2 separate regions of the Mus musculus genome follow, and region 2 is linked to region 1. The links are chromatin contacts, called in public HiChIP or PLAC-seq maps. All regions are on one chromosome and are shown on one strand. Each heading gives the region's core, a stretch centred on a gene start, on an enhancer-like site or on the middle of the called end of the contact. The rest is flanking DNA. Distances are from core to core; before and after follow the strand shown.

Region 1 (5,836 bases), core at 2,338-4,837:
AACAAAAACGTCAAGTGCACAAAGATGGAAGAAATGACTTTGAAATGTACTCATTCTCACACTAAATATTGTAGGCTCCAAACCGAACTCTACTCTGTGGTAAGCTCTGAAACCGGAATTCCGGCCATTATAAGGCTATCCACTTAAGACATCTGATCACATGATCTGTAAAGGTCTGAATTGGCCAAGTAGCCATAAAAATAACATCAAACCCAGATCTTCTGACTGTGTTCTCTTCCTTAAGAGAAAATTTGAAAGTTACATTTGTTTATTGTGTGGGTGGGTGGGCCTGGTTCTTGCACTGAGGTCAGAGAGGGTAACTTTGAGGCGTCGCTTCTCTCCTTCCATCAAGTAGGACCTGGGAACCAAACTCACGTTGGGTAGGTTTGGGGGCAAACACCTCTACCCACCACAGCCCCAGGCAACAGGCATGTTCAAGGCTGTACCACAGTCAGAAAGGGAATTTATCTTTCTCCTTGACTCAAGGCCTTCACTCAAATCAGTTATCATTTCACATTCTCATGCTGCTTATTCAGTAAGGCTAATCCTGTTTTATCCCTTTCCTTGTATGTAGTGTAGAAGGCAAAACTGTACTCTCTCTCTTCTGAAAAGATCAGTGGCTATTGATATTAACTCCTATTATCTATATTTTGATATGTTTTAGATCTACGTGTCTGTCAACTACTTACACTACATTTGGATTTGTTAGAAAAATGAAATCAGGGGCTTTCGAGATGTCTCGGGGCTCTGGAGCACTGTGTGTTTCTGAAAGACTCGGGTTCGATTCCCAGCACCCACGTGACATCTCACAACCATCTGTAACTTCAGTCCCAGCGGATGTGATACAGATCTCTTCTGAACTCCCCTGGCACCAGGCATGTAGATGATGAACATATACACGTAGGCAAAAGACCCCCCCCACACACATACACATAAAATAAGATGATTAGAAGTATCTTTAAACATAATTATACCACTTCATGCTGGATCCTATAGCAAAATACCTTAGACCTAGACACTAAAAAGGTGTGTGTGTGTGTTTATGCCACTTTAGAGTGGGTGCCTATAAACTTAGAGTTTGTAGATACTGCCTGTTACTGACTGTTAGGGATGGAAAGGAAGGAAGAAGAGAAGGAAATCCAGGCTGTTGGAAGCAAAGTGAGACCTTACTCTAAATGATGGGATTTATCTGATAAGCTGAATTACTAGGTAAGCATATGAGCGTATAAAAGAGGAAATGTTAATGCATTTTTGGGCTTCTGTTGTGCTCCAATTTTATATGTTCACAATAATAATCAGTAAAGGCTAAGCTTGCAGAGCCTCCATTCTCACCTGCCCTGCTCAGTGGGGACACTGGCACCTAGTTAGACAAGTCCCTACTTTGGCAAATCAAGGCAAGAAAATTTGAAGTCACCCAGGACTTGAAGGGAAAAACCTGAGCCAGGAAGAGAAACTCATGTTTTATGTTGTTTTGCTCTTTGTAATCACCCATAGCTTCTTGCTTTGCTTTCCAGGGGGCTCGTTGGCTTGGGGGTGGGGGGGCGAGGAGGAAGAAGAAGGGGAGGAGGAGCAGAAGGGGGAGGAGGTAGTTCCCCAAATGAAAATTAGTTCATATTTGTTTATGTCCTTATGCCTTTGGCATGGTATTTTGAATTATAAAAAAAAAGTTGAAAAAATTGGAGAATTCTAGGGAAATCAAGGATGGACGAGGGGGCTCTCAGAAAGCTGCCTGAACTATGTCATTTTGCTTCATTTAGAATGACCTCACCAAAAAAACAAAAACAAAAACAAAAAAAAACCAAACCAAACCAAAAAACAAAACACAAACAAAAACTCCCACTGCACCGTCGACGTGTTTGCTACCAAGGCTCAAATCGCTAGTCACCCACCGTGTCAGGCTTGATTCATAGGCAACCGACAGAAGAGGACCTGACAGAGCTTTTAGGAAAAACTGAATTCTCAGCCCACAGTCACTTTCCAGGAACTTGCCTGCAAACAGCTCTGCGCTGGAGGGATGGAACTCCCAGCAATCTCAATCCTGCCACCCTGACTGCCTTCGCTCCACATACAATTATTTATGGGGACTTAATGAGAGAGCAAGCCTTATGTGAAAGAACGCAAGAAAGTGCAGCTGCTAAAAACAGACCCAGGCAGTTCTACAGTCCTTATTTTTACAACTGAGCTTCTGCAATTCCTGCCACGAACCTAACAGCTCCACTCCTTGCCAAACACACAAAGAGAAAAGTAAAAACTGTTTTCGTTCTGCAACCCCCTTAACTTCGAGTAAACAGTAGTAATTTTCTATCGTCACGTTCAATGCAAATTTCCCAAAGGCGACACAACAGGAAACAAAAGACCTGTTAGTTGATAGCTTCCTTAGAGCTGGGGGTTGTGTGGGGAAGGAGTAGCAGGGGAGTGGGTTAAAGTTGATAGAGTCCAATTTCTCCCTAGCTTGGGGGTCCAAGCCTTCAGCTACTTTGACCTTTCAGAGTTCTTTGGAGCTTCACCAGTTGAAAAGGTCCCTGGGCCCAGCCTCCCCTCCTACGAAATCCGCATTTCTTGACCTCTTTGCCCCTGCTTTTGGGTGGGTCAGGGTGGGAGAAGAGACTTGGACAGTGGCTTAAGCATCTCCTTCTGGTTGGGTGCGTCGACCTACAGCTGCCGACAGGAAAATGATACTGATGCAAATAGCTGGGGTTGAGAAGGGGGTCTGCAAGAGGCCCCCTCCTCCTCCATCCACTATGTGTTCCTCAATAGGGGTGCCCAAGAGAAGAGGATAGCAAGAAGAGCCCATCAGTTTGAAGGGAAGGAGGTCCCCTCTAGGAAAGATCTTCTCCATCAAACATTGAAGAGAGGGGAAAACTTGGCCCGCATGCCCCTACTGGGGAGCGACACACCCCACACAAGCTGGCTTGCGGGGCGCGGGGGTTGTGCTCAGGCCTCTCACCTGACTTCCTCCTCCGCTGGCACACACACACACCAATGCCCCGCGCTCTGCACCCCCAAAGCCCAGGCAAACAACGACAAGAGGAAGCGGCGGGCGGCGAGGGTGCGCGGCGGGGGCGGTGCAGGTGAGGGCCGGGGCGGTGGGGCTCCGGGGCTCGCCCACACTTACCCTGGCGGCCGCGGGGTCGCTCTCCCGCAGCGACCCTGCACCCGGGCGGCGCTCAGGGATGTGGCGGCTGCGGTGGCTCGGGCTCGGCTCAGCTCGGGCTCCACTGCGCGCTCTCGGAGCCACCGGCCGCCCAGGATCCTGCCGCCAGGGGGAGAAGCGGCCGCGGGCGCGGGGGAGGCAGGCCGGGCCCGGTCGCTCCCGCTGTGGGGTCCGCAAGCCCCCCACGCGGGCGAGAGGCGAGAGCGCGGCGCCCCAGGCACGCACGGCCCCCGGCCAGCGTCGGGGGGCTCTCGTGGGGGCGCCCCGATCGCCCGCGCCGCGCTCTACACTGCGGGCTCCGAGCGGCTCCCGCGCCCCCTCCCGCGCCCCGCCCCGCCCCCGCCCCTTCCCTTCCCCCTCGGCCCCGCGCGCTCCCCGCTCGCTGCTCGCCGCGCTCTGCCCCCTTTAAACGCCCACTTCGGATGGGGAGAGGAGACAACTTGAAGTCAAGTTGCCATTAACTTCCGCGGCGGCCGCCAGCTCGGCGGCGGGGAGGTGGCAGCAGCTGCAGCCGCCGCCCGGGAAGTCCGCCGCCCGGCGCGCCCGCGCGGGGAGCCGACCCGGCCTCGGCCCGCACCGCTGGCCCGCGCTGTCCCGGTTCCACGCCTGAGTGAGTCCCGCTTCTTTGCTCCCTGCCAGTGCTGCTCCCGCTCTGGGTCTCTTGCCCGGCTCGCCTCCGTTTTCTGCGGATGCGGAACCGATCCAAACTTCTCAGTGGCCCCGGCTGGGGCGACTCTGCGCCCCTCGCGTGCCGGGGTCTTGCTGGCCCTTCTCTCGAGCGCGCTCAGACATTCGGGAGGACTGGGCTGGTGAAGTGAGGGTCATGGCCGGGATGCGGACTTACTTGGCGTCTTTGCCTCTCCCGCACACCTGCCCGGCAGGAGTCCCTCGTTAGACACTTTAGTCCAGGTCGTGGGCATGGCCCGCTTTAGAGGACGAAGGCGGCGTGGGGGGAAGCCCTCGGCGGGCGAGTGGGGAAAAGGGAGCCGCTCAGTGAGCCCCGGTGCGGGGAAGGAGGCGAGGTGCGGGGTGGAGTTGGAAAGGTCGCGCGCCAGATCTGGAGTTCACTTAGCATCCTCTCCCATCTCATCTCCCCCTGTTCTTTCCCGGCCAGCCCTACTTTGCTGGTGGCGAGCGGAGGTGGAGAGGGGCCTGGGAAGTTTGTGGCAACTTCTCTATCCCGAGAGCCACTCGGGCGCTGGGCGCTCAAGTTGGAGCCCAGAGTTTGAGAGCCGAAGAACAGCGCTCGTGCAGCCCACGCCGGCGATCGCGGGTCGGTCCTGGAGGGTGATTCGGGTTTGGGCTTGGGCGGGAAGCCGAGGGAGGTACATGGTGTCTTAGCTGGGACTGTGGCCCCACAGGTGCAGCCCAGGGGGCAACTCCTCATTTCCCTGCGACAGTACACACCCGAGAGCGGCGGCCTTCTACAGTGTTCCTCCATTGCAGAGCTCCCAGGGTGGCCGAACTGGGGTTGGGCAGCTCGAATGCAAGGGACTGAGGGGGCAAGCGGCAGGTCCAGATGGTGACACGTGCGTGTGCTTGGCCCAGCAAAAGGCGCTAAACAGGTCCCTTCTGGGATGATCCCAGAAGACCAAGAGGACAGCAGCTTAGAGCTCAGGGTAGAGGTTTTGACCCTGGCCTCCACCAGGGCCAGGTTTTACTTAACAAGATGTCAACCACAGGCTCATCTCTTAAAATGTCCGGTTGACAACTTTGACCTCTGCACCCTTTCTGGGAGAACTTTCTCTGAGGCATGTAGGATTCCCAGGGTTAAGACGTGGATTTCACTTGTCCATAGGGACCGGAAGACACCCAATTCCCTGGAGAGAACCTTTTCTGCTCCCGATTGATTGGCTGGGGTTCCATGTTTGTATCCTTGGAGGCCAGAGAACCCAACTTTCCCAAGACAGAAGAGGGGAATGAGCAAGAGTCTGGTCTCTTTCTGCCAGAAGTCAGGTTCTGTCCTTAAGCAGTACCTGGATTTTTTACAGTGTTTGTGCCTGGTGACAGAAGCTCAGCCTTCCAAAAACTTTACTTAATTTTACACCTTGTCCAGAGTGGATTTTCTGAAAGAGTGAAATTTTATTTTGTAGTCAGATTCTCCAGATAGGTAGGTAGGTAGGTAGGTAGGTAGATAGATAGATAGATAGATAGATAGATAGATAGATAGATAGATAGATAGATAGATAGATGAGTAAGTTATGCCATACTTTAAATCCAAAGAAAGCAAGGGTTGCGGTGCTGGCTCTATAACCCTTTATGAATCTCCCATGTGGAACTCGGGCTATGACTTAGCAGCGGTTCTTTATTTCTATGGCATATTATTTTTGTAGAACAGTAGTAAGCGCATACACTGCCTGCTCCAGTCTGCTGGCAAACATTAGCATTCAAGCTTACATTTTTGACAAATGTGCAGACAGGAATAGCATGAATAGGCATCTTAAATATTAACAACCCAAGCATCTGTTGTGAAACAAATTTAATATATTTACTCAGTCTTTCTCACATTGTTAGGAAAGGTTATAATAAGTGCTTAATTTCAACTTAACTTAGCAGAAGTAACTGGCGGCATCATTCACTACCTCCCAAGCTCTAACACAGTTACCACGCAGAAATACTTTAATTAACTTGGTTAAGGGCATTGTTAAATAAATACATTTTAAGCAATGTGCATACTATATA
Region 2 (5,836 bases), core at 2,467-4,966, 47 kb before region 1:
CTAGCTGCATATGTAGCAGAAGATGGCCTACTAGGGAAGAGAGGCTACTTGTACTACTACTACATTGGGAAGAGAGGCCCCTTGGTCTTGCAAACTTTGTATGCCTAAAGGACTTTTAACAAAGAGGAAGAAAACTGAAACCTAAATAAGGAGAAGAAGGAGGAAGAGGGGAAGATCAAAGATGTCCGTGTCCATGTCCGTATTCACCCACACATCAGCACCCTGAGCTCTACCAAAGCCCTTTCTCTAAGTTCTGCTTCACTTTGCTATTTAAATTCTTGTACATTTTGAAAAAGGGATAACTAATATAAAATCCCCCAATTTATTTAGCAACTCAATCAGAGTAGCCCTGATATCCAGGAAAGAAAGTAATTATAAAGAGGAGAATTATTAAACTAATGAAATATACACAATTTCTAGATAAAATAACAAAGCATGGAAAAGTAGGTTGACTGCAGCAAGGGAGGGGGAGGAGAGGGGAGGTAACAAAGCCCTTAGAAGTCAGCAAAGGAGGGGGTGGGGAGGGGAGAGGAGGGGGAGGGGGGAGGAGAAAGCCGGGAGAAAATAGATGACTTAGAAACATTATACATTGTTTAGGAATGAAGGTGTCAATTTTCTCAAAATTAGGAGGTAGATCAAGCTCTGAGAGACTTTGGAAGACATAGGACAAATCTGACTGTTGAAGGAAAGACGACAGTTTTCTAGAGAAAGTAGGCCTACCAGGTGTTGAGTCTTCTGCAGGTGAGACACTGCAACCCCCAGGCAAGCTTTTCTTCAAGGAAGTATCTCAAAGTAGCTGTTTAGCTGCAGGGCAGTGGCAGTTGCCAATCTGCCTGCAGACAGGGGTTAAGAAAAAGTATTTGGTCAAGCACCTGGCTCACTCTGTAATTTATTGCTTGGGAAGTTGAGAAAGGAGGATAAAGTGCGTGCGCGCGCGCGCGCGCGCGCGTGTGTGTGTGTGTGTGTGTGTGTGTGTGTGTGTGTGTGTGTGTGTGTGTGTGTTTGTGTGTGTGTGTGTGTGTGTCTATGTGTGTGTGTCTGTGTGTGTGTGTGTCTATGTGTATGTGTGTGTGTGTGTGTGTGTGTGTGTGTGTCTGTGTGTGCCTGTGCCTGTGTGTCTGTGTGTTCTATCAAATAGAATTGGAGGGAGCAGAGCTTCAAGTTTATTTTTCTTTCTTATAGTTTCAAATTTCTACAACTACTGTACTAAATAGTTTTAAAACATAAAAATGTAAAGTTATTTCCAAGTTTGAAAAATGTCATAAATAATTCCATTATTTGGGAAAGTACTGACTGTTAATGCTCCAGTTTGTTTTCATCCAGTGTTTTTGATGTAAAAAAAAAAAGTATTTTTACAAAATAGAGCCTCATTGAACCTGGTTTTTTAACCAGCTTCCCTGCCTTCAATGGCATTAAATATTTCTCTAGTATCATTTTTAATGGCTGAATAGAGCCTGCTTGTTAAATATTTATGTCTTATCCCGTTCTTGTTCCTACCAAAAAAACTTCCATAAAAATCTTGTAGCTAAAATTTTACAAACATTTATGACTATTTTCTTAGCATGAATCCCCTAAAGTGAAAACACTGGTTTAAAGGTTTTATGCAAAATTCTAAGGCATTCAATAGATATGGCCAAACTGCCTTCCAGAAAGATTTTAAAAATTTACACTCTCACCAACAGCATATGACAGTGCCTCTTTTCATACCATTTTGCCAACACTGAAAAATAAGTTGTTTTTTTTTTTTAATCTTAAAAATCCAATTTTGGGACCGGGAAGATGGCTCAGCTGGTAAAAAAATCTTTGCCATACAAGCCTGACAATCTGAGTCCCATCCCCAAACCCATGTAAAAGCCAGATGTGTAATTCCAGCACTCCTACAGCCAGGATGTCAGGCCAGGGAAGGAGATCAGCTAATACTAGCAACAGAGCATCCTCCGGCTCACACCAAACCATGAGGCACATCACCAAGGTGGAAGGTGAGAATCAACTCCCACAAGTTTTCCTCTGACATTCACATGTGTGCTTTGTGTGTACATGCACACACAATAAATAACTAACTTTTCAAATCCAGCTTGTAGCATCACATCCTTCAGACCAGACTTGCCATGAACTTGTAAGCAGATCATGAGTGTAAACTCTGTGGGGATATGTAAAAGCAGGCAGCTGGCCTCCTTGGGATGGAGGGATGAGGACAAGACTTTCATTTCTAGTTGTAGACTTTCTTCTTAAAGTTTTTGTTCTTTGCTAATCAGTTACTTTAAAAGACCAGTCTTTTGGTTTTGAGAGTCTGGTTATCACTGTCTCTATTAAAATTTAAATATTACTTTTAAAAGTGTGCGTTGGACCTCTGTGCCTTCGAAGGTCAAGTTCAGCCTCTCTTGGAGACAAAGGGAGCCCATTACCATTACAGCCTGCGTTTCCTTCCCTCTTTGTTCATTCTAAAGCAGTGCGCTGTGACCGAAGGCAGGAAGGAGCCACAGCACACACACTGCGGCCGTCCAGCCTCACAGTGGATAGTGCACCCCTGAGTGTGGAATTTGCGTACCCCTCATTGGGAATCCTTGATCCATCTAAAGAACCATCAACTGTTTTGTTTTCAGAACAATACTGGAAAGAACCTATAAAATATTAGATTTTTTTTAGTTTTTGACTTTGAGCTCACCTATGGAAGGAGGTCTTAGTCAGGGTTTCTATTCCTGTGCAACATCATGACCAAGAAGCAAGTTGGGGAGGAAAGGGTTTATTCGGCTTACACTTCCATAGTGCTGTATGTACTAGACACCTCCCTACCCCTGTAAAAATCACCCTGCACCTTTTCTAACACTGCTGCTCTTTCTGCCACAACTTTTAAGACCACGAAGTGATCCAAACGCTTAAAACCCCTGTTCCTTTTTTAAGAAGCATGTGGGCTGCAGCAACTGGGGATGATCCATTCCCTTCGAAGAAAGTGATCCCCCGAGAAAAAGGGCAAGAATGGGGATTTACGAATGGTTTTCTTGTGTAAACATTGCCACACGACGTACCTCCGTGAAGGCAGTACTAACTATTGGTGTTCACAGGCATGTAAAAAAGTTTAAGGCTGCTACAATGCTAAAGGAAAAAAAAGAAAGAGTATAGCTGTGGAGATCAAAGACGATCAAACAATGAGAACCTCTGGCGTCTTAACAGTTATCAAAGGAAATCACACAGCTCTTGGAGCAGACAATGCTACTACTTCATTAGAAACGCACAACAGACAGTGTGTGTGGGGGGGAGGAACAGAGAGACACACAGAGACATAGGACAACAAAACATTAGTTTCTCCTCATATTTAACCCAGCATCTTTTCAAACATGTAATGACCTGCTTATTTTGCTGAGCGGAAAAAAAAAAAAAAATCACAGAACTCTTAAACTAAAAACTTCATTTCTGGGACCTTACCTAGCCGTCACCTTTTTTTTTTTTTTTTTTTTACATTCCCAAACTCAATTATAAAAAGTCCCACATTAACCATGTCTATTCAGTTCACACCCAGCACAACTTAGCCTGATATAATCAGGTCTATCAAAATACTAAATCGGTAGTTTCAGGTGGCTTACCACATTAGAGTCTTTTTCGGGACAAAAGAGGCATATGGAAATTTACAAAAGTCCACGGTGAGGTTGATGATATATTTACTGGAAACCCTAGCCCATCTGGGGTATATAGGTGTGTCAGATTTGAAGTTCAAAGACAGCTAGCTGTGTGGGGAGAACGAATTGAAATGGAACTACCCTTGAATCCACCCAAGGCTGTGCAGAAAACTCTACCACCTTCTCCAAACCTGCTGCAAGGATCTAAGGAGGAGCCAGTGGCTACTGTTGAGCCTCTGACCAAGGAGCTGGGCACACATGTGGCTGGTAGCTGGACTGCCGAACCTCAGGCTGTGTGATGAGAGGGCCATTGAGAGCCTAGATAATGACTGCAAATTTCTTTAACAGAGGGAGTTTGGGGGGCAGGAAGGCAGGGGGTGTTGTTACAGGAAGGAAGAATGGAGTCAGATAGGAGTAGGGAAATATTCTTCCCAAGAGAGCCTGTAGGCCAGATAACCAGAGACCCAGGCAGAGAGAGGCTAGGTGGGAGGCAGCTACACCTCTGCCAGATGCCACCACATCAAAAGAGGCTCTTGAGAGACCCAGAAGAGGAAACTTTCAACAACCCTCCACAGTGTCAGCAGAGAAAGTGTCAGGTTGACAGTCTGCCCTTGCAAGGACTACACCGTCTTAATCCAGTACCAGACTAACAGGCTTCTTGCGTCCCTCTGCCTCTCCCCTCTGTCCTCTGGGCCTCACAAACAGCCATTGGCAAGATGGGGGAAGAAGGAAAAGTATATAGAGTTTGGAGCTTTAAATGGGGCTTTATAGCCTCCAGATTGGAGACCCTGGCTGTAATGGCCAGGGACCTTTCAGTTCCCTAGCAGGGAGGACAGGAAGAATGCATGAACCTGCCCAAATGTTTAACCAAGGCAAAGAAAGCCACCACCCGAGCAGAGCTGAGGGGACTGTAGGGAAGAAACATAAATTTGTTTATTAAGGACTGCTACTATGCAAGGGTTCTCGTGTACCCAAGCTCTCAAAAATCAAGGATCTCTAAAAGGCAGACAAAGACATCTTTTTTGCTTTCTTTTGTTGTTTTTTTCGAGACAGGGTTTCTCTGTCTGTGTAGCTCTGGCTGTCCTGGAACTCACTTTGTAAACCAGGCTGGCCTTGAACTCAGAAATCTTCCTGCCTCTGCCTCCCGAGTGCTGGGATTAAAGGCGTGCGCCACCACGCCCGGCTCAAAGACATCTTTAAAAGGCATTGTGAAGTGACAAGCAACGAAAACAAACATGAGGGCCGAAACTGAATTCTGAACTTTTAAAGATATTGCTTGAGGACATTAAGAGCTTAGGATAGGTATAACCCAGACTTGTTCCTGTTCTCGGTGTTGTTGGTCAAGGAAAAAAAAAACAAAAACAAAAAACTACAGGGCCAAACATCTGTCTATAATCTTATTACTTGGGAGGCAGAGGTTTATATTTCTAGCTTCACCTTGATTTCAAGGTGAAATTGAGCTACATAGTGAGTTCTGGGCCAGTCTGGGATACACAAGGAGATCTTGTTGCAGCACACAAAACAAAATACAGACAATAAAACTCAGGACTGAGAAAGATATCACCGTGGGGAAGCTAGTATGGAGAGAGGAGGAGCTAGGAGAGGAAGGTGCTGAAGTTTGAATTACCCAGTCTGTTAGCACTAGTGGGAGCTGGGGACACAGTAGGAAAGAGCTGTTCACCGGGCAGTGGTGGTGCGTGCCTGTAATCCCAGCATTTGGGAGGCAGAGGCAGGTGGATTTCTGAGTTCGAGGCCAGCCTGGTCTACAGAGTGAGTTCCAGGACAGCCAGGACTGCACAGAGAAACCCTGTCCAAAAAAAAAAAAAAAAAAGGAAAGAGCTGTCCGATAGAAATGCAGGGCAAGCCAAATGGGCAGCTTCGAACCTTTCAGTAGCCATATGAAAAAAACAAAGTAAGCCAGGTGTAGTGGCTTATACCTTTGATCATAGCACTCAGGAGGTAGAGGATTGCAGATCTCTGGGACTTCATAGCCAGCCTTAGAATACCTAGTGAGTTCCAGGCCAGTGATTATACACACACACACACATACACACACACACACACATATATATATATATGGAGAGAGACTATTTTTTTAAAAAGTAAGCAGTTTCCTTTTCTGCATCATTATTAATTAATTAATTATTACTTTTTTTTAAGAATAGGAGGAAGGATTACAGCCCATAAGGGGATAGGAACTCCACAGGAACACCAACAGAATC

What was found. HiChIP or PLAC-seq counts read pairs in DNA pulled down with a chosen protein or histone mark.
Region 2: a contact with region 1 is called in an H3K27ac HiChIP or PLAC-seq map of CD8 T cells, with 22 times the contacts expected there. The contact joins the enhancer-like site here to the promoter of Satb1 in region 1. A contact is called at or near these places in 1 of 15 datasets of contacts at CTCF or cohesin (CD8 T cells), 15 of 484 Hi-C or Micro-C datasets (CD4 T cells, CD8 T cells, Th1 cells and 5 more), 9 of 115 datasets of contacts at active chromatin or transcription factors (CD8 T cells, the SCID.adh cell line, Th2 cells and 4 more) and 3 of 9 other capture datasets (adipose tissue, liver and pancreatic islet).

What each region holds. Positions count from the first base shown.
Region 1 is chr17:51,830,398-51,836,233 of GRCm38.p6, reverse strand. It overlaps Satb1 (special AT-rich sequence binding protein 1), which reads left to right and starts at 3,587. Exons shown (of 11, transcript NM_009122.2): 1 at 3,587-3,764.
Region 2 is chr17:51,877,726-51,883,561 of GRCm38.p6, reverse strand. It overlaps Gm20098 (predicted gene, 20098), which reads right to left and starts at 835. Exons shown (of 3, transcript NR_045095.1): 1 at 721-835. Within about 2 kb of position 3,716, at least 35 of the 459 cell types and tissues checked have an H3K27ac peak or open chromatin away from gene starts, as enhancers often do. A contact at or near this core is called in CD8 T cells, the SCID.adh cell line, Th1 cells and 5 more, where this site is marked.